4 separate regions of the Sus scrofa genome follow, and all the other regions are linked to region 2. A link is a contact called in public Hi-C and HiChIP or PLAC-seq data. All regions are on one chromosome and are shown on one strand. Each heading gives the region's core, a stretch centred on a gene start, on an enhancer-like site or on the middle of the called end of the contact. The rest is flanking DNA. Distances are from core to core; before and after follow the strand shown.

What was found. A called contact is a pair of places that touch in the nucleus more often than the background predicts. HiChIP or PLAC-seq counts read pairs in DNA pulled down with a chosen protein or histone mark.
Region 1: a Hi-C map of skeletal muscle shows a contact between it and region 2, with 3 times the contacts expected there. The contact joins the promoter of REXO1 here to the promoter of TCF3 in region 2. A contact is called at or near these places in 3 of 5 promoter capture datasets (fetal liver, fetal skeletal muscle and liver), 16 of 47 Hi-C or Micro-C datasets (alveolar macrophages, embryonic fibroblasts, epiblast stem cells and 9 more) and 2 of 2 datasets of contacts at active chromatin or transcription factors (alveolar macrophages and skeletal muscle).
Region 3: a Hi-C map of liver shows a contact between it and region 2, with 2.4 times the contacts expected there. The contact joins the promoter of REEP6 here to the promoter of TCF3 in region 2. A contact is called at or near these places in 1 of 5 promoter capture datasets (fetal skeletal muscle) and 1 of 47 Hi-C or Micro-C datasets (liver).
Region 4: a contact with region 2 is called in an H3K27ac HiChIP or PLAC-seq map of alveolar macrophages. The contact joins the promoter of RPS15 here to the promoter of TCF3 in region 2. A contact is called at or near these places in 1 of 5 promoter capture datasets (fetal liver) and 1 of 2 datasets of contacts at active chromatin or transcription factors (alveolar macrophages).

Annotation. Positions count from the first base shown.
Region 1 is chr2:76,691,848-76,697,030 of Sscrofa11.1, reverse strand. REXO1 (RNA exonuclease 1 homolog) reads right to left here and starts at 2,762. Exons shown (of 16, transcript XM_003123002.4): 1 at 2,484-2,762. The coding sequence starts at 2,640.
Region 2 is chr2:76,856,088-76,861,116 of Sscrofa11.1, reverse strand. TCF3 (transcription factor E2-alpha) reads right to left here and starts at 2,038. Exons shown (of 21, transcript XM_021084225.1): 1 at 1,747-2,038.
Region 3 is chr2:76,986,325-76,991,131 of Sscrofa11.1, reverse strand. It overlaps REEP6 (receptor expression-enhancing protein 6), which reads left to right and starts at 2,118. Exons shown (of 6, transcript XM_021084238.1): 1 at 2,118-2,485. The coding sequence starts at 2,371. It overlaps PCSK4 (proprotein convertase subtilisin/kexin type 4), which reads right to left. Exons shown (of 15, transcript XM_021084236.1): 2 at 838-942.
Region 4 is chr2:77,041,603-77,046,346 of Sscrofa11.1, reverse strand. It overlaps RPS15 (ribosomal protein S15), which reads left to right and starts at 1,598. Exons shown (of 3, transcript NM_214334.1): 1 at 1,598-1,684; 2 at 2,538-2,772; 3 at 2,866-3,018. The coding sequence starts at 1,598. The coding sequence ends at 2,979.

The sequences.
Region 1 (5,183 bases), core at 1,513-4,012, 160 kb after region 2:
CTGGGGGCCTCATCTGAGACTGGGGGGGCGGGGGGACGAAAAATGATGCTGTCACTACTACCCAGCTAGGGTCACCCTGGCCTCCCCCACAAGCAGGTCTTCCTCCAGGCCCATCCTCAATACTGCCTCTCCCAGGTCTCAGTATTACCTCTTGGCCTCAGGGGAAGATGGAGCACAATGCGTGATGGGACCCAGGTCCCACGGATGTTGACAAGAGAAACTGGCAAGAAGTAGTGAGGGTCAAGGGCCTGACAGCCAAAACTCCACCCCATGTCCCCCACTTACCAGCCATGTGTACACAGGCATGTGGCTGTCCCTCTCTGGGACCCAGTTTCCTCATCTGGGAAATGGGGATGACCATCCCGCCCACTGGTCAAGGTCAAGGATGAAGAACACGAGGGTATGCGGCAATAACTGGGGCACTCCCCCTAGTCCAAGAGCAGGAGGTAGGGGTCCTGGAGCACAGGAGGATGGATCTGAGGGCCAGAAAGAACGGTATGCCTGCCTAGCCCTTGCATGGGCCTCAGACCCTGCTGGAAGGTTCAGGAGGCCATCAACCCAAGGCCACTGGTGCTGGGTCACACAGGGCTGCACACCCCACCTGCAGGCAGGCAGCCAACACCCAGGACCTCAGCATCCCTGCCCAGCCCACACTTGCCAGAGCACCTCTGCTTGGGCTGTCTATCTGGTCACAAGTGGACCCAGCCAGAGCCTGGACTGCTGCAGAGTCTCCAAACCCAACAGGAAACAGGGTTATCAAAATCTGGAGCAGGGGGCAGCTGTAAGGGAGGGGGAGGTCTAGGTGCACACTATCCCCTGGCCCACTCAGAGGGCTACCCCGTGAGCATGACCAGAAGATGAAACAGAGTGTCAGAGAGGCCCCATGGCAAGAAAGAGGCTGAGCTGGGCTCCAACCCTGCCTCTCTAGGGCAAGGCAGAATTCCACCAGAAGGTAACAGAGGCCACCCCCCACCAGAGACGGGAAAAGGACTGCTTATTCTCACCTGCGAAACAAAATGCAGATGCACGGGGATCGGGGGTAGGCAGTGGCCTTTTCTCCTGTGGGAAGGGAAGCAGACAGGGCAACATCACCAAATGGGCTCTCAAAACCTGGCCTCTGGGAAAGTCACTGGCCATTCAAGAAATGAATAGCACAGGATGAACGCCCAAGAAGAGAGACCAGAGCTCCAGAGTTCAGAAGGCTGGAAGGCCATGTGGAGTCTGCAGACAAGTTGCTGCTGGGGGCATGGTCCCTCCCTATCTGTCCCAATGGTAAGGAGCATCACTCGCCAGGCCAGGCCAAGTCGGTCAATAGATGGATTGAAAACTGCACTGTCTTGAGTTGAAAAAGGACACCGGGAGGCCGTTGACACTCAGCTGGGGGTAAGGCACCGCTGGAAACTAAGGCACCTGTGGGCCAGGCCAGCTTCCCTCCTCAGGGGTAAGTTCCTGAGAGCAGGGCCCACAATGCACACAGCCCCAGGCCTGGCACAAATGTGGAGCCAGGCAACCAATGCTTGCATCTGGCTGGCTGTGAACAGTGGGTGGCAGGTGCAAAAAGTCAGGACAAACTTACAATGGAAATTTGAGAAAATGCTACCCCCTCCTTTTTTTTTTCTGGCAAAATGGGAGAACAAGCCCATTATTTAATCTTAGCAAGGGCGCTCCTCTTTGAAAGTTAAAAGGCTCTGAGATGGGGATTCTTTCATGGGGAAAGAGAGAGGATGCCGAATGAAGAATATGAGCCTGAAAGAAAAGGGGAGCCCAGTCCTGAAGGACAGGAGCCCCAGTGAGAGCCCGAGTTCCCCTCCGGAGTAAGGACATCCCTGCAAGCCTTTCCTCGCGGTGCCCCTCTTTTTGCCCCCATTCTTAACAGCTCAAGTCCCACACTCCCCACAAGCAGCGTGACCCCGGGCAGCTCTCACCGAACTCTGCCGCGACATTGATAATCACCACGGTACTGTAATGCTCAATCTAGAAACGTTCACTTGGAAGCCTGACCCCCACCCCAACACACACACAAGCAAGTGGATATGTTGGCACACGGCTCAACACACAGCCCAGGTTCCTAAGCAAGATCCTCTAGACTGCTACTGTAAACAAGAGAGGCCACAATCAGCGGCGCGGCGGCCGAAGAAGCGCAGAAGTAAACAAGGGCTGCCACGAGCACTCGGGGCCGGGGAGGCGGCGGGAACGGTTCCCCCGGCATGAGCTCGGGCCTGCCAACCAGTGTCGGCCGCGCTCCTTTCCCGAGCCCGGCGCGCTCCACCCTTGCGACGCCTCTAGGAGAACGGGTCCCTTCGTTGTTTACGTTTTGCACTCGTTGAAGCAGAGGTTTGCAGAGGTCGCTCAACGTGGGCCCCGGGTAGGTGGCCCGGACTTGGGGACACGTCGCCCGCGAGCGAGAGAGAAGAAGGTTGGGCGGGGAACTGGGGGCCAAGGAAGCCCGGGCGCCGGAGTGCTGAGCCCGGGGCGGGCATTACCTGCTGCGGGGGACGCCGCTCCGCCTCCCCCGGGTGCGCCCGGGCTCCGGGCCCCGCGGTGCCGGAAGTGGCAGTAGGGCCGCCGGCAGGGCCCCCCGGGCGCCCCAGCCCAATACGGGCAGTCGATGGCCCGGAAAAAGCCGGTGGAACGTAGCATGGTCCGTCCCGCGGCGGGGCCGCGGCCCGGAGCCGCCCGGGCCCACGGGCCCCTCACTGGCGCCGCGGTCGCCGCCGCCCGCGCCTCACGGACCCCGCTGCCGCCGCCATCTTGCTCCGAGGTCCCCGGAGGCCCCCGGGACGCCGCCGCAAGGGACCTCGGGAGCAGCTGCCCGAAGTGCGCCTGATCAGAAACACCTGCTCCCGCGGCCCCAAGGAGGGTCATGGACCCATGGCCCAGGACAGGCAGTCGCGGGGGTAGGGGTGGTGGGGGCGAGACGCCCTGCCTACTGTCTCCGGGAGCCTCGCCGGCGCCGCCGCCTGGCCCTCGGTGGCGGCAACAGCGCCATCTTGAGCCCCAGACCCCTGCGGCGCCTGGAGCTGTCCACGGCACGCCTGATCAAAAAAAAAAAAAAAGGCCCCCCTCATAGTCCAGCTGTGGCTTAGGTGCATTTAATTAGTTTTATTAGCACGTCTCCCTGAGGCGCCCTCTGCTGGTCAACACGAGTCCTGCGGGCGTGTCTCACCTGCACCTGGAGATCTGCACCGGAGTTACCCAGCTCAGGCTCTGAAACTCAACTCCGCCCGGGTTGACTTCGAATTAGTGCTCACGTTTTGCACTCGTTGAAGCAGAGGCTTGCGGAGGTCCCTCGACTTGGGCTCCGGGTGGACTCCCACTGGACTCTTGTCTGAAATCTCATCCCCAGGTCCACCAGCGGAACCCTATTCCGATTTACTCATTTGTCCACCAAATATTGACCCTAAACCGTATTTTATCTGTTCATCAGATAATAGATATTCAGGTGGTTTCCGCCTGTTTGTTGTGAATTGAGCCTCTGTGAACATGTGTGTATATGTATCTGAGTACCAGTTTTGTTTCAGTACTAGTTTTTCAAATGATGTAAATTTGTTTGTTGCCCTTTATTTAAATTGGGGGAGATGCTTCATAAAACTACAATTCCCAGCCTGCCCGCCAGCTGGCAATTGCCAAGGATCCCCGTGTGAGCACAGGGTGGGGGTGCAGTCTGTGCAGGTCATCTCCTCCCTCTCCCAGCCCATCTATCCTTACCTCAGCCACCTGGCCCCGGTGGCATTTGGGCCTGAGACCCCTCACCCCAGGGGTCTCTCGATGCCAGCGCCTCTTCCACCGCCAAGAGGAGGGAGGACCCCTCAGCCTGGCCCTGACAATGCTAGTGAGGTGAAGTCAGGTCACCCCTGAGCTTGCACTTACTAGATGCTTCCTCTGTACTCACTGACTGACCTTGGTTATTTACTCAACAAATATTTACCAAGGACCTACTATGTGAGTGCCAGACCCAGTGCTAGAGACATCAGTGAACAAAGCATAGATCCCCACCCTGGCAGTAGTAGCGTTCTAGAAGAGAGACAGCAGGAGATCAGTAAAGGAGATACTTAAGTACAAGGCCGAGAGTGCTCTTCTGGAGGATGGGTGATAGGGAGAGTAGGGAGCTGGGGAAAGGGGTGGTCCATGGAGTCTGATGGGGAAGTGGAATTTGAGCAGTTCAAGGAGAAAGCCAAGCAGGCATCTAGGGTAAAGGCATTCCAGGCAGAGGGCACAATATGTGCAAAGGCCCCAGGGCAAAGGCGGCACCAGGCTTGTTGGAGGAACTGCAAGGAGGCCTGTGTGGCTGCACCTGAGTGAGTAAAGGGGAGAGAGGGAGAAGGTAACAGCGGCAGAGAGGGGGCAGGGGCAGGTCATGCAGGGCCTGGTTGGCCTCAGGGAGGACTTGGGCGATTCACCCTGGAGGGAGGTGGCAGCCTGGAGCGCTGAGTGCAGAGGAGGGCAGGGCCTGACTCACAGAAAGTGATCACAGACGCCTTCTGGTGGCTCCAGCCGGGAAGGCAGACTGTGAGGGCCAGGGCAGGAGTCCGGATCAAGGGTTGGTCCAGGTGGGCCATGAGGTGGGATTAGGTGGAGGCAGGAGAAATGGACTGGTTCTGGGTATGTTTCAAAGGTAGATGTCCAGTTAGAATTCCAAATGGGGAGTTCCCGTCGTGGCGCAGTGGTTAACGAATCCGACTAGGAACCATGATGTTGCGGGTTCGGTCCCTGCGCTTGCTCAGTGGGTTAACGATCCGGCGTTGCCGTGAGCTGTGGTGTAGGTTGCAGACGCGGCTCGGATCCCGCGTTGCTGTGGCTCTGGCGTAGGCCGGTGGCTACAGCTCCGATTCGACCCCTAGCCTGGGAACCTCCATATGCCGTGGGAGCGGCCCAAAGAAATAGCAACAACAACAACAACAAAAAGACAAAAAAGACAAAAAAAAAAAAGAATTCCAAATGGACCGGATGAGGGTGGTGAGACAAAGAGGGGAGTCAGGGGCGAGCCCAAAGATTTTGGCTGAAGCTGCAGTGACTGAAGGGGAGCAGACCAGAACAGACTAGGGGTGGGGCTGAGAACATCTCGGGTCTGGCGTTGAGGACGAGGTCCAGCTGGCATGGACCAGGGGGTGTCCTCAGCACACAGGGGATCTGAGCCTAGCGGGTAGGGCCAGGGGTCCTCGGGGCCACCTGCCGACGGAGCA
Region 2 (5,029 bases), core at 789-3,288:
GGGCCCCTTGAGACCCCTCCCCAGAGCCCTCGGGGAATTTGAACAATGGGTGGGGGAGCGCACAGAGTTCAGATTCCCGAAACTCCCTCAGCGACCACCAGGGAATCAAGTTGCAAATTTTAAACTGGATGCGGGGCGGAGTGGTCCCTTCCCAGCTCGGGCAGAACCCGCCCCTCTTCCCCGCCACTTCTCTCATTTCCAACCACCCCCAGGCTTCCCACTGGCCCCGCCCCTGGGAAGGGGGAGGGGCGACCCCAGCCCCGCCCCAAGGGAAATTTGGTGACTCCCCCCCACCCGGCAGCTGTCAGTGCACGTTGAAGACCCAGGCACCCCCAAATTCAAGGGGAATTAAATCCACAAGTAGGACGGCAGGCAAATCCCCCTTCCCGCTCCAGGGCTAAAGGAGGGGTCCGCCCAACACAAGGACCTACCCTCACAGCTTCCCTCCACACTTCGCCTCCTCCTCCCACAAAAAACAACTGAACTCTGAAAGAAGAAAAGCCACCCTAGGTTGTTTTATTGTCACCATGTATCCGGGAATTATTTTTAAGCAACTTTAAAAACATTCCTTGCCTCCCGGCCCTGGAAGGGGGGGGGGGAGTTGTCCTAATACCAGGGTTTCCCCAACAGGGTCCCCAGGGCTCCTTTCTAGAACGGGGTGGGGGATCCACCTGCCAAGCCCCGTCCCACACCCCGATGAGGGTCTCCGTCCCACAGTCAGACAGCGAAGTCCCTCCAGCTTCTCTCCCCGGGGACCCAGAAGGGGGCGGGAGCGGCAAGCAGAAACCGAGGGGTTAGAGGGGGTTCCGAGGTTGAGGAAGACCCGACATCAGAAAAGGAGAAACCCCCGCTTTGTTTGCCAACTGGAGACGGGTGTGAAACGGATGCCCCAGAGCACCCCCTCCTCCGCGAAGCTTTTTCTTCTTTGGAGGGCGTGTGAAACTGACTTTTTTGAGGAGTACGAAACCGCACTTTTTTGTGGGGTAGCTGAAACCGATTTTAAGGCAGACCTGGGGTGGGGGAGACTGAAACAGGCTTTTCAAGGAGATCCGAGACACTTCTGGGGTATCACAAGGACTTTTGGAGACTCGAAGCGAACTCAAAAGATGTACGAAACCACTTTGGGAGAAAGAGGGGCAAGGAACTTCTCGCTCTGGGGGGAGGGGTGGGAGGAGGCCCGGGAAACCAACCCCCACCCTACCCCCCCCCAGCAGCCGGTGCGGGCGGCGCGGCCCGGGAGCCCTTTGAAGCTCGCGGCGCTGCCGCCGCCACTGCGCTGCTCGCCCCGAAGCAGCCGCCGCCCGTGCCCGCGTACCGCGGAGCAGATGCGGCCCCCGGCCAGGATTTCGGCCCCCGCCTGCAGTGGCGCGGCGCACCTTCCCCGCAGACAAAAGGACGCTCCTTCTCCCTCTCTCGCTCCCCTCCAAACTCCGGCGCCGGCCGGGCCCCCGGGGGAGGGGGCGCCCGCGGGCCCCGCGCCGCTACCCCGCCGCGAAGTTGGGCAGCCCAGCGGCGCCCCCCGCGCCCCCGCCCGGCTCCGCAAACTTTCCTCAAGTGCCGACTGGCGGGGGCGCGCGGGCCCGAGCGCGCCCTCCACGTCGCCTGCCCCCTCCGGCGCGCAAAGTTGGAGAACAATGACTTCGGCCGCGCCGCCCCCCGCCCGGCCAGCCACTGCTCGGAGTCTCCGCACCCCAGAGCGGCCCAGCCCGCCAGGCACCGAGCGGCGGAGGGTCCCGGCGCGCTCACCTGCTCGGCGCGGCCCGGCCCGCAGCGCGCGGGGGGCGGCGACATGAACGGCCCCCCCGGACAAAGGGGCGTCGCGGCCCCGAGGGGCGCGCGTGGGCGGTGGCGCGTAGCCCGGCTCCCCGCGTATCCGCTCGGCGGACCGTCCGCGGTCCGGGCACTGGCGGAGGCGACGCGAACGGAGGCCGCGGTGCCCGCCGGCCGTGTCGCTGGGCTCGGTCCGGCCCGCTACGCCCGCGGCCGCCGCCGCTGCCTCATCTTCCTGCGGCGGGAGACATGTTCCGCCCCCAACCCGCGCCCCGCCCCCTACAGGCCCCGCCCCTCATCAGCTCCGCCCCGCGTCCGCCCGCGGATCCCTCCGCCGCGGTTTGCACGCCGCCCACTGCCACACGTCCGCCCCACGCTCCCGCCGAACGCGGCAGCGGGCCCGCGGAGCCCAGCGCCTGGAGCGGGCGATCCGAAGAATCGTGGGCCAACGGCATGAGGTGGGGGCAGGGACTATCTTCCAGAGCGGAGGCGCACGTGGATTGGCCGCATAGCCGTGACGCAAGCGGGAAGGACCGAGCGATGGAAAGAGAAGGCCGAGCGGACGAGGCCAATTGGAAGGTGCGAAAGCCTGATTGGCGGGGATGCCGGCCGTTCGCAACCAGGCTCCGCCCCGCCCCGCCCTCCCCTCTGCGCGTCCGGGTAAAGAAGGAGGCGGGACTCTCCGAGCGAGAGGCCGCGAGAAGCGATGGGGGAGGTGGGGCTTGGAGTTTTATTCTCAGGTGTGCATGGCCGGCCGCACGGCCTTTTGGGCTTGGTCGTGTCTGAGTTCCTAGGTCTGGCCCCTGCTGCTGGGTCTTGCGAGCGGGCATTCCAGACTTGGAAGGAATAAATCAGACCTATTTTCCCGTGGGGTCACTGATGCAGCTCTGTTTCAGGGTCAGAAATTCCCCCCGTGGAACCCACTCTGTGCCTCTGACTTGCTGGTTGCCTTTGTCTGCCTGAGACTCAGTTTATTCGTCGATAAAATGGGATCTTGGCCTGAGTTTGGACAAGGACTTAAGACCTTCTGACTCTCACTGGTCTGTGAGAGTCACTTAGATCCCCAGTTCCCTCCCACGTCCAGAGGCTCTTCAGCTTTTGAAAACCACAGACCCTACAGGATGGAAATAATTTTTTTTTCTTTTTGCCTTTTCTAGGGCCGCTCCCATGGCATATGGAGGTTCCCAGGCTAGGGGTCTAATCAGAGCTGTAGCCGCTAGCCTGCGCCACAGCCACAGTAATGCAGGATCCAAGCTGAGTCTGTGACCTACACCACAGCTCACCGCAACGCCGGATCCTTAACCCACTGAGCAAGGCCAGGGATCGAACCCGCAACCTCGGATTTGTTTCCGCTGCACCACAACGGGAACTCCTGGAAATAATTATTATAAATGAAAATAACACACTCTGTCATGGCCCCCTGTGTCCGCAGAGAGAAAGCTACACTCCCCTCCAGGCCAGGGATGGGCTCTTGACACAGCAGCCTCCTCCTTGCTCTTCTAGAATCTGCCTGGCTCATTCCTACCTGGGAGCAAAGGCTCTTCCATCCCTTCTGGAGCCTTGAGCCAGTTCAGTTCAGTGCTGCCCTCAATCCAGGGAACAGGACTGAAAGGAAGGAAGGAAAGTGGGGATCCTGGGGGGAATGGAAGTAGAGAAGGCCCCAGGGGCAATTGGGGAGCTCAGGAGGAGCCTAATAAAGCCCCCTCCTGCCACGCCCAAACTGGGCTGACCCTCACCCTGACCCCTCCAGGGCCAGAGTGCTCCCACGTGGGACAGGTCTGGGGAGGGGAGTGAGGTTCTTGGGGTCTGGGTTCAAATCTGGCATCCCTCCCTACACCACTGGGACTTTGGGCAAGTACTTCCCACTGTCTGGGCCTCAGTTTCCCCATAAGGAAAATGGAAGGATGAAGTGAGGGATGTGTGTTCTTATCCTGTGGCCTCTTCCCCACTGGCAGACCTGGGCATCTGGTGGGAGGCCCCCTCGGCCCCTACCTTTCCCTGTGGACCAACCCTGACCTCGCAGGTCGGTGGCCTGCTCTGGCTTTCCCCTAGCCTGGGGGTTTCTTGGGGACCAGGCTGAGGCAGAGGTCCCTCAGGGTCCCCAGCCTCACTCAGGGTAGGTCAGCACCCCTTCCCCCTCCAATGCTAAGGGTATAACCCATATAGAGCTGGGGCCAGTGTTTCTGGAATTACACATCCACTGAAGGGGAGAAATGATCTGTTCATGGGCCATGCAATCATTGACCACCGACTGTGTGCCAGGCTTGGTGCCGGGCATTAGAGCACAGTGGTGACTGTGACCTGTCCAGCCCCTACCCCTTGGGCCAAGATGAGCCATCAGAGGAACCCCCCTTTTGTCCCAAACGTGTTCTTTCCATCCACATGTTTGGCTCTCAGGTCCTCACGCCTGAGTGATTAAACCCATTGTACAGATGAGGAAACTAAGGTTCCAAAAGCTCCTCTCTGGGGCCCAGTCCACCCTGGGGCTCCTCACACCTGCCAGGAGGCCCTCCTGGCACCCACAAGCCACTATTGTCTTCTCTGGGGAGGCCCAGCATGGAGCTGAGTCACTGGGAGGAGCAGCCTGTGGGGGCCCCCACTCAGCCACAACCTCTGCCCAGCCCCAAGGCCCGGGTGCACCCCACAGGGCCCTGGCACAGGGACAGGCGGCCAGGGGCCCCTTGAGGGCGGCCCACAGACCGCTTGCCCGCCCCCGCCCATCTGACTGTGGCCTTTGTTCTCTGCTGGGTGCCCGCCACTGGGCCAGGCAGGCAGGAGCCCGCTGGAGACCTGCCTCCCCTCCTGCTCCCCCCACCATCCAAGCCACACCTACTGTGTGCTGTTCCCCCCGCCCCCCGCCTCCGGCTGGGGACCCCACAGGAGGGAAAAGACCTCATTTCTGGTTGGGAAAATGGGAAAACGAATGCCAAGGTCAGGTTCCCACCGTGGAGTAAGGCAGCTGGGGACAGAACGGGGGATGGATGGCCGTGGAAAGTTCAGGAAGACCATAGGTGTGCGAGCCAAGGTTGTCCACAGAGAGAAAACAGTTGGACTTCGGATGTGGGGGCCACCCTCCTGACCTCGTTTGCGTTTGTCTCCAGTGTGGGCACCTTCTCCTGGTGTGTGAACAGACACCTCCCACTCCCCACCCCACCCAGGCTCTCCCTGCTTTTTTGAAGCCTTGGAAGAAGGGAGGGGTATTTATCACTCCAGCCAGACCTGCACAAACCATGGTCTCAGAGTGCACTCTCAGGAGGGT
Region 3 (4,807 bases), core at 869-3,368, 130 kb before region 2:
TATCTGCCTCCTCCCAGTTCCCCCAGCTGCCCTGCCTACAACCTACTCTTATGACACCGCAGCATCACTCCCTGTTGAAACCTTCCCGTGCCTTCCCAACACCTTCTCCAGAGCTAACAAGCACCCCTGCCCATCTGGTCCCCACGAGGCTTCCTCTGCTGCAGCCTTAGTCATTCCCAGGGGCTTTGCATTTGTCATTCTGCCTGCCCTGGGTGGCTCTTTCTCAGACAGTTGCCCTCCCCCCCTCCTCGTTCATCTCCTACCCCTCAAAACCAGCTCATGTTCCCCTGTTCCCACCTCAGCTACCAGGACCCTCTCCTCCCCATTTGTTCCACCATAGACTTGAAAGCTGGCCCTAATTTCTCTCTCTGTCCCACACATCCAATCCATTGGCAAGCCCTTGACATTGCCCTGCAAACCACATCACCAGTTCACCACTTCTCTCTGTCCCCAGTGCTCCTGGCAGGTTTCCAGCTGTCATGCTTCTTGCCTCCTTGCTGATCAGCCCCCCTCCCCAGCCCCCTCCCCCGAGCTCAGTCTCTTTCCCAGATACCTGGGGAACCTTGATCTTTCAAAGCAAGATAGAGGAGGGAGGGAGGAGATGGTGACAAGAAATGCTGACAGGGCACCAGGCCCTGGGGTGAGTGTTGCACCCCACAGATCTTCCTCCTCTTGCCCCCACTGTATAGACCAGGGGCTGACATATACCAAGACCCATAGAGAGCTGGTGATTTGCCTCAGGCCACACAGCCATTCATAACAGGAGATAACATTCATAACAAGAACAACAGGAGGTGGCTGAGACCTCTGAGGAGGCAGTCTCATGGCCAGGCTCACCTTGGGGTCTTTCTTCAGGCGCAGGCGGTGGCCCCAGTGCGGAGTCAGGGAGTGCTGGACCACGCCCCGGTGCCGCAGATGGAAATACTGCCCGTCAGGGAAGATCTGGGAATGTAAGGAGCAGATGGCTGGGACCTGGCTCCCCTGATGGAGCCCCTTCCAAGACAGGGGCCAGCCCGCCTGCTTTACATCCTCCCCCAACCAGGTGCTCTCTGGAGTCCCAGAATTTGAAATTGGTCGAGGCAGAGGTGGCCAGGGGCGAGTCTTTGATATCTGGGGAAACTAGGGAGTGCCCTCCTATTTGCCAGGGTTTGGAGTCATCCAGTCTCTGCCCCCTCTCTTCAATACGGAACCCACCTGCCCCAGGTTGACAAAGCCGAATTTGCGCGCCAGGCGCTCGGCCTCCTGGTAACCCTGGGACACCCGTACGGCCCAGCTGCTCACATAGATGGGGGCCCGGGCCAAGGCCCACCCCACAGTCACAGGGCCAACGAGCGCCAGGCCCAGGACCAAAGTCAGGCGCAGCCAGAGGGCAGTCCGGGCGGGCAGCATGCCAGCGGGGGCGGGCCCGGGGGCGGGGCCTCACAAAGCCCCTCCTCCTGGCCAAACCGCCGAGATGGCCCAAGTGCCCGCCCCGCCCCTGGAGCCATAGCAACCTCTGAAAGACTTCAACTCCCAGGGGGCCTTGCGGCTCCCCGACCTCAGGGGCGCGAAGATCTGACAGCAGGTGAGGGGAGACACATGCAACTGGTCTCCTGCAACCTCAAACCTTTGGGAACCTCAGTCTCCCCATTTATGCAATGACCTCAATTCTTCTGACCCAGAGGAGGGGGTTCATGGTTGCTGTAATTGATCCCACCCAATATTTGGTCCCGCCCACTTTCCTATACACCCCTCCCCCAGGAATAAGCCTTGTCTCCTTCCAAGTCCAACCAGGATTGCTCCTTCGAATAAGTCCCGCCTCCTCAGTTTAGCCCCGCCCCAACCCCGCCTTCATATTCCGTCCCTCCTTCTTTATGTGCGGCCACGCCCCTTCTCTGTTTTCGCTATTAGTATCTTTTCTCCAATCCAGTTCTGGCCTTTATCTGGCCCCTCCCTCTAGCTCCGCCTCCCTCGGCTCCACCCACAACGGCTCAGCCAATAATCCCTGGCCATGACCCCGCCCCCCCAATCAGCTACGTCCCGCTCTGTCTCGGCCAATCGGCGCCTTCAGCTGCCGCGCCCCGCCCTCTTCCCCCAAAGTCGCGGCTGCCGCGGCCGCGGCCCGCCAAAGGGCAATGCGGCGGAGGAGACGGGGCAGGCCCCACCTCCTTTGTCCGCCCTGCCCTCCCATTGGCCAGAGCGGGGGGCAGAAGAGGGAGACCATCTCGGGGGCGGAGACCAGCCCGGGGGCGGATTCGGGCCCGGGGGCGGATTCGGGCCCGGGGGCGGAGCCGTGCGGCTTGTGCCAAGGGAAGGCAGCGCGCGGGCTGCACGGCCGGTGTGCGGGCCGACGATCAAGTTCAGGCTGCCAGCCCCGGGCCCGGCGGTGCCATGGACGGCCTGCGCCAGCGCTTCGAGCGCTTTCTGGAACAGAGGAACTTGGCCACCGAAGCGCTAGGGGCGCTCGAAGCCAAGACCGGTGTCGACAAGCGGTACTTGGCCGCGGGTGAGCCGTCGGGGGGAGCGCTTGGGGCGACACCCCCTTTTGCCAAAGAGCACTCTGAAGCCCTGGGCCACGAGGGCCTCAGGCATGCCCCCTCCGGCCGGCGCCGGCTGCGGGGTCTAGATAGGGCGGCGGGGCGCGCCCACAGCCCAGCGAGGAGACTGAGATCCTAGGGAGGGGTCATGGACGAGGACCTTCGTTCTGCCCTCAGCCCCTCTCTGCCCCAAGCAATGCGACCTCGGACTTGGGCCACCCCTTATCTCGGCCCCGCAACACCCCCACTCGAGCCATCAGGTCTGGAGGCTGTCCTCTGCCCCTTCTTTTCAGGCCCTGGGTTCCCGCCAGGCAGAAGTCCGGTTCTTCCAGTTGTCCTGCTGGTCCCGGGGGAGGAGGGGGCAGGAGATAGCCAGTTCCCTGCCAGTGTCACCAGCCCCTTCCCTGATGGATCCAAGCCTGGAAGCAATTGTAGAGATCTTCTTTTCCCAGAGAATGCTCCAGACAAGGAGGGGAAGAGTCACTCCCACCTCCCCTTCCTTTGTTTTCCTGCTAGGATTCCCCTTCTCTCCACCCAACCTTGGCCTGGCCTCTCCCTCCCCTGCCTGGAATTGGGTTGCTTGACCGATGTGGTGGGTTTAGAGAAAGGTTGGATGGGGCCAACAGAGAGGGAGATCCAGCCACCCCTAATTGTCACTCTCTTTCCAGTCCCTCCTCTGCCTTTCCTCCTCAATGACCTTGTGGGGCTCCTGACATCCTCTGAAACACTTCCCTCTCCTCTTTTTCTGTACTCCAAGTCCATCTGTTTGTTGCCACCCGTTCCAGGAAGCCCCCCAGAATGAATCACAGGACACTGTTTGGACACTAGGGGGAAGGGACCCTAAGCGAGGATGTGCACATGTTTTGAGCACCTGTGTATAGATCCCGAGAGTCTGCTTTCCTCCCATTTCTCCACCAACTGGGGATTCCCATGCTGGGCAGCCCAAGGAGGGTCCGAAACCTGCCCCCTGCCCCAGGTTCCTGGTCCCCAACTCATGCTGACTCAGCCAGGAACCTGCCCCTGGGAGCCAATGCTTGACCTCGTGTCTGCCTTTTCACATCTCTGATACCAGTGGGTGGGGAATTTAGGTCAAAGAGCACTTGGGAGGGGCCCTCTGGGGATGCTAGGGGTTCACAGGAAGGAAACTGAGGTTCGGGGTGACAGGGGCTGCATGGGAGCATCCACTCCCCCAACCCCCACAACCTTTCCCAGGGCTCCATCTGTTGCTGATCTCCAGGGCCATGTCCCCGCCCATGTCCAAGGTCATCCTCCCTTTGCTGAGACTGCAGGAATAGGGATTGAGGGGAAGGGTGCCCAGGGAGAGCTGCTCCTCCCCACCTTGCGATTTCCAGGGAAGGGGTGCCATTCCCCCACCAGGAATCCTTGGGCCCCACCTGCCTGAGATGGCCAACTCCCCCTCCCAGCTACAGAGGAGGACACCCAGAGGAGGCAGCGACCAGGCCTCCTAGGGCCAGCCAGGGATTCCCCTCCCTCTCCTGACCCTAGACGCCAGGGATTAAAGCTAAAGCAGGTGGAGAGGAAGGTGGAGGTGACTCTGCCCTTTGGTCCCCTAGTGGCCTCTATTCCTCTCTGCAGATAACAGGCTGGAGGTGCAGGGGTGGAGAGGCTGAAAATGCTCCTAGGAGCCAGAGGCTCCCCGAGTGACCCTGTGCAAGCCCCGCTCACCCCAGCTTCCGTTTTGTCCCAGCTGTTGAATGAGATGGAGCTGAGAGGGACAGAGCCCTGTACACGAGAATCACTTAATAAAGGCAGCGGTGATGATTATGATTGCAGAGTGGCTGACGCTCCTGGCCCTCACGTCCCACAATTTTCTTCTCTGATCCTCATTGCCAGGAGTGTATTTGGGCCACCAGAAGGGCTGACTAAATGCATAGGGAAGGGTCCTCTCCGCTGAGTCTTATTTAGCTGACCTCTCAGCAACCCTAGTAGGCAGGGCTACTCTATGCCCCTGACAGATGGGAAAACTGATGCTCCAAGCAGAGAGCCCCAGTCCACGGGACTCTCAATACGACACCTTGCACCCTCCCACGAAGACAGGGGCTCTCGATCACGGCCATGCAACCCCCAGAGGACACTGGGTAGTGTCTGGGGACATCTGCAGAAGCCATGATTGAGAATACTCCTGGCATCAAGTGGATGGGGGCCAGGGATGATGCTTTGCACCCCAGGTACAATGCCCAGAACAGCCCCCCACCCCGAGAATGACCTGGCCCCCGTGTCAGCTGTGGTGAGGAGAACACACCTGGACTAAGGTAATAGTTAAAAACTGT
Region 4 (4,744 bases), core at 349-2,848, 190 kb before region 2:
TCCTAGTTGGATTCGCCAACCACTGAGTCATGACGGGAACTCCCAAAATTTCCTTCCTGTTTAAGGCTGAGTTATATTCCAATGCAGAGGTGGACCACATTGTGTTTATCCATCAACCATGGATGGACACTAGGGTTGTTTCCAATCTTTTGGCTACTGTGAATCACGCTCCTGTGAACATAGGTGTGCAAATGTGTTCTAATCCCTGCTTTCAGTTGTTTGTAGCATTGCCTGGCCACATTCCACCACAAACACCTTAATGTACCAGATTCACTTTCTGATGGAGTACACCTATATAGTTCTAATCCGTTGTCCCATTCTTGCTATTATCCTTAAACATATTACATCTCTGTGTCACAACCCTAGCACTGCAATGTTACAGTTGCTACTTTTAAAATTTTGTCTGTTAAAGGCTGGCTGGTCCCTATCAGGAATGCCTTTTCTGACCATCTGTGTGAAGCCCGTGTCCACCGCCTCCAGACTTTCCTCTTGTCTCAGATATCTGTATAACCTTGTTCCTTATGTGGCAGCTTCGCCCACTGGGATGTGAGCTTCCTAGGGAAGGGACAGCCCTGAACCCCCCAGCCAGCGCCTACTGCAAACATTATTTGTTTTTTTTTTTTTTAGGGCCTCGCCGCACTCGCAGCATATGGAGGTTCTCAGACTAGGGGTCGAACTGGAGCAGTAGCTGCTCGCCTATACCACAGCCACAGTAACGCTGGATCCGAACCGCTTCAGAGATCTACACCATAGCTTGCGACGTCAGATCCTTTAACCTACTACGCGAGGCCAGAGATCGAATCATCATCCTCATGGTTATTAGTCGGGTTCTTAACTCGCTGAGCTACAACAGGAACTCCGCCCACTCTTCCTAGGTGGGGTTCGCTATGGAAATTACAGAGCACGAATATGAGTCTCCGAAAGGGACCGCGATGTAACCCATGTTTCCCAGTTGAGGAAAGAATCCCCAAACACTAGGCTACCGGCCCCATGCTGGGGATCTGAGCACCCAAGAAAGGCGGGGGCTTCTTTATTCCTCTCAGCCAGCACTCTGGCCTCCGGACAACAGAGGACGCCCGTCCTCGGCGGGAAAGCGGAAGTGCGTTCGCGCGCACGGCCGGGGGCGGGGCACGTGAAAGGCCGCGCGATAACTACGCAGGCGTAGCGGGAGTGTTCCTTTCCGAAGAGCCGACGGGATGGTGAGTGTTTGTGCTTGGTGTGTTTGTGCCGGATCCATCCGGTGCCATCCGAACTCTGGCCGCCTCGCGGGGGTCAGGATCGGGCTGCGCGGCTGCGGTAGCCTCCAACAGGCCTCCGGAACCGCCAGATATGGGGGCGCGGGGCAGGCCTGGTGGGGGTTGGGACGACCCGGGGCGGGGAAGGCCTGTGTCGGCCCGCATGTCTTAGGCGAGCCCCTGTAGCCCCGGGCCGTGCTTGCCGCCCTGCCTGGAACCGGCCCGAGAAGATCTGTTCCTGTCGGCTTTCGTACTCCAGAGCTTCGCGCGATTCTCGGCGGGAATTGCGGGCCCCGTGACCCCGCTGCATGGGTGGGAGGTGGGTGTCGGGGTCTTGCTTAGCCCCTTCCCGGGCTCGCGCAGGCGGAAGTAGAGCAGAAGAAGAAGCGGACCTTCCGCAAGTTCACCTACCGCGGCGTGGACCTCGACCAGCTGCTGGACATGTCTTAGTAAGTGGTGGCAGGAGGGGACCCGAGAACTGGGGTTGCAACTTAATCTGCAGCCGAGGTTGTAGACCCTGTGTAAACGAGTGGGCGGGGCTGCGTGCTGATAAAAGTTTATTTGGGGGCGTGGAGTGTGGAATCTAGTAAGAGTTCTGCTTGTTCTCTTTGGATATCGGCATCCGCTTGGACATGTAAAGGCTGTCTTAGGAGTTGCCCTTGTGGCTCGGCGGGTTAAGGACCTGACATTGTCTCTGCGAGGTTGCGGGCTTAATCCCTGGCCTTGCTCAGTGGCTTAAAGAGCCGGTGTGGCTGCAGTGTAAGGCCTGCAGCTAAGTTCCTTAACTCGGGAACTTCCATATGCCACAGGTGTAGCAGTTTAAAAAAAAAAAAAGGTTATTGTCTTTTGTTAGCGAACTTTACAGGCTGGAAGCTTAGCCAGGGTGGTTGCGTTATTCAGGCCCCCAGATGGGAAGGGAGGCTTAATGGTAGCCAGGGACAGTTTTTTCTCCTGGAGATACACCCGTGGGCCTGACTGGGAGGGGCCCACTTCTTGGAGGGCACAGCACAGGGCCCTGTTACTTGCAGTGCTCCTGGGTTCTTGAGGCCTTAAGCACAGCAATTTGCTTGCAAAGTTCCAGTCGTTTGGCCTCCTCATCTGATCCACCCCCCTTCCTGCCTCGGATTTCCTTGTTTGACATAGCAAAGTAGAGGTCCTTGAGCTGGAGGGCTTCATCCAGAGCCTTTGGCCTGGGTACTTGGTTCGTGAGCGGGTCAGGTGCATCGCTTTGGGGGCACTGCAGGAAACAGACCTATTAGTGGGTGGACCACGGGGACTGAGCCTCCAGTGCTCTGCCCCCAGCGAGCAGCTGATGCAGCTGTACAGCGCACGGCAGCGGCGGCGGCTGAACCGAGGTCTGAGGAGGAAGCAGCACTCGCTGCTCAAGCGCCTGCGCAAGGCCAAGAAGGAGGCGCCACCCATGGAGAAGCCAGAGGTAGTGAAGACGCACCTGCGAGACATGATCATCCTGCCCGAGATGGTGGGCAGCATGGTAGGTGTCTACAATGGCAAGACCTTCAACCAGGTGGAGATCAAGGTACGTGTGGCCTGTGCTGCCCTGGGGCAGGCCTGGGTGGGTGGGGGCTGGCCACCCACACCTGCCTGACCACCCTGCTCCCTTCTCTCACAGCCTGAGATGATTGGACACTACCTAGGCGAATTCTCCATCACGTACAAGCCTGTGAAGCATGGCCGGCCTGGTATCGGGGCCACGCACTCCTCCCGCTTCATCCCCCTCAAGTAGTAGCCTGCTGGCCAATAAAGGCAGCCTTCTCTAGTCCTGAGTCTGACTGGTCCTTTTCCATGTGTTGTGTCCAGTCAGTCCCTCAGGGAAGAGGGGTGGGCAGTGGACCAGGGCTAGGCAGTGTGTGCCCCTGGGATTTCTGCTGTAGATGCAATGCCAGCCTAATTCTGGCAGGCTGAAGCTAGGGAAGGAGTGAGTGGGGCGCTACATGTGACTCTGGCCCTGTAGCAAGTTCAGAGATGTCCAGGGGCCTGTGCTCTTCTCTGGCCTGTAGTTGCTTGGCAGCTCGTGGGTGCTCTTTGGCCCATTCAGAGGCAGCTGCTGCCTAAGCCGCCATCCCCCTCTGCAGTCTCTCTTCCCAGGTTCCCACAGTGGATCAACAGGAACAGTGACCTTCCCACCCCCCGACCACACACCTTCTCAGCATTCCTCAGTGCTTTGGACACTCACCATGTTCCTCCCCTGTTCTCTGTGCTCCTGATCAGCTTTCCCAAACCATGGGGCCCCAGCCTTGGATTGAGCCTTCCTGGGGTATCCTGTGTGTGGAGTTGGCCCCCATGGGGTTTGATTCAGAGAGGTCTTTACCCTGTTCCTAAGGTGGCCCTGATGGTTTCTTTCATGATGGGCAAGACCTGCAGACCAAGGAGGAAAGGATGTTCATGCTTCCGCCCAGGAATGGGGGCAGTGGCTGTCTAGGCAGCATGAGATCCTGTAGCTCACTGAGCTGGTGGAAGTCAGCATCAGCCATCAGTCAAGGTGGTAGAGCAGAGGGGTGGCCAGAGTCCAGAGAGAAACAGGCAGAAGGCAGAGGAGAAAGGAGACTTGTCCTCTCCCATAGTGGCTGTTGCTTAGGGTTCCTTTTTTCTGGAATTTATCTCAGTTTTAACATGATTTACACATACTGAGTTACCTCTTTTTAGGGCTGCCTCTGCAGCATACGGAAGTTCCCAGGCTAGGGATTGAATCAGAGCTCCAGCCTACAGCACAGGCACACCAGATCCAAGTCACATTTGTGAATTACACCACAGCCCATGGCAACACAAGATCCTCAACCCACTGAGCAAGGCCAGGGGTTGAACCCTCATCCTCATGGATCCTAGTCAGATTCATAATCTGCTGAGCCATAACAGCAACTCCCATACTGATTTATCTTGATTTGGAGTTAAGCTGTTGAGAAGGGAGCATGTGTCACTGTTAACATCTGTTGAGTGTTGGTAACTGTTGGAGGACAGGTTGCAGGATCCAGTTCAGCACAAGAACCCAGGTGCTGTGGTCTAGTCTGTGATTCTCTGAAAGCTCTTTACAACCCCAAAGAGCAGCCCAGAAGGAACGGGCAGAAATCAAAATGCTGCTAGATCTCCCTCTTCTAAAAGTCCCCGTGCAAAGAGCCAGGGCCTTGCAGAAAGCCTGGGTTCCAGTGGGCCTGGGAAAAAACAGTGCACTTAGCAGTGGAGAAGGATGAACTGGGGGGGTGGGGGGTCAGCGTTCAGCTCACCAGACAGCACAGGTGACCTCACAGGTGAGGTTAGAACAATAAAGGGACAATAAAACTTGGAGGCAAATCCCTGAAACTGACTGGGCTTCAGTTTGTGTCAGTTGAGATCATTAGCTCTGTGTTTAAAGGCCTTTGTCAGCTGCCACCTGGAAAGGTCTCTGGGCAACATGGCCAGATGGTCTTCACTCAGAACATAAACTGATTGCAGGGCCCAGGATTCCCAACTTGGGAAGGAAGGAGTAGGTGAGGGTTCACTGTAGGCTCCATTGT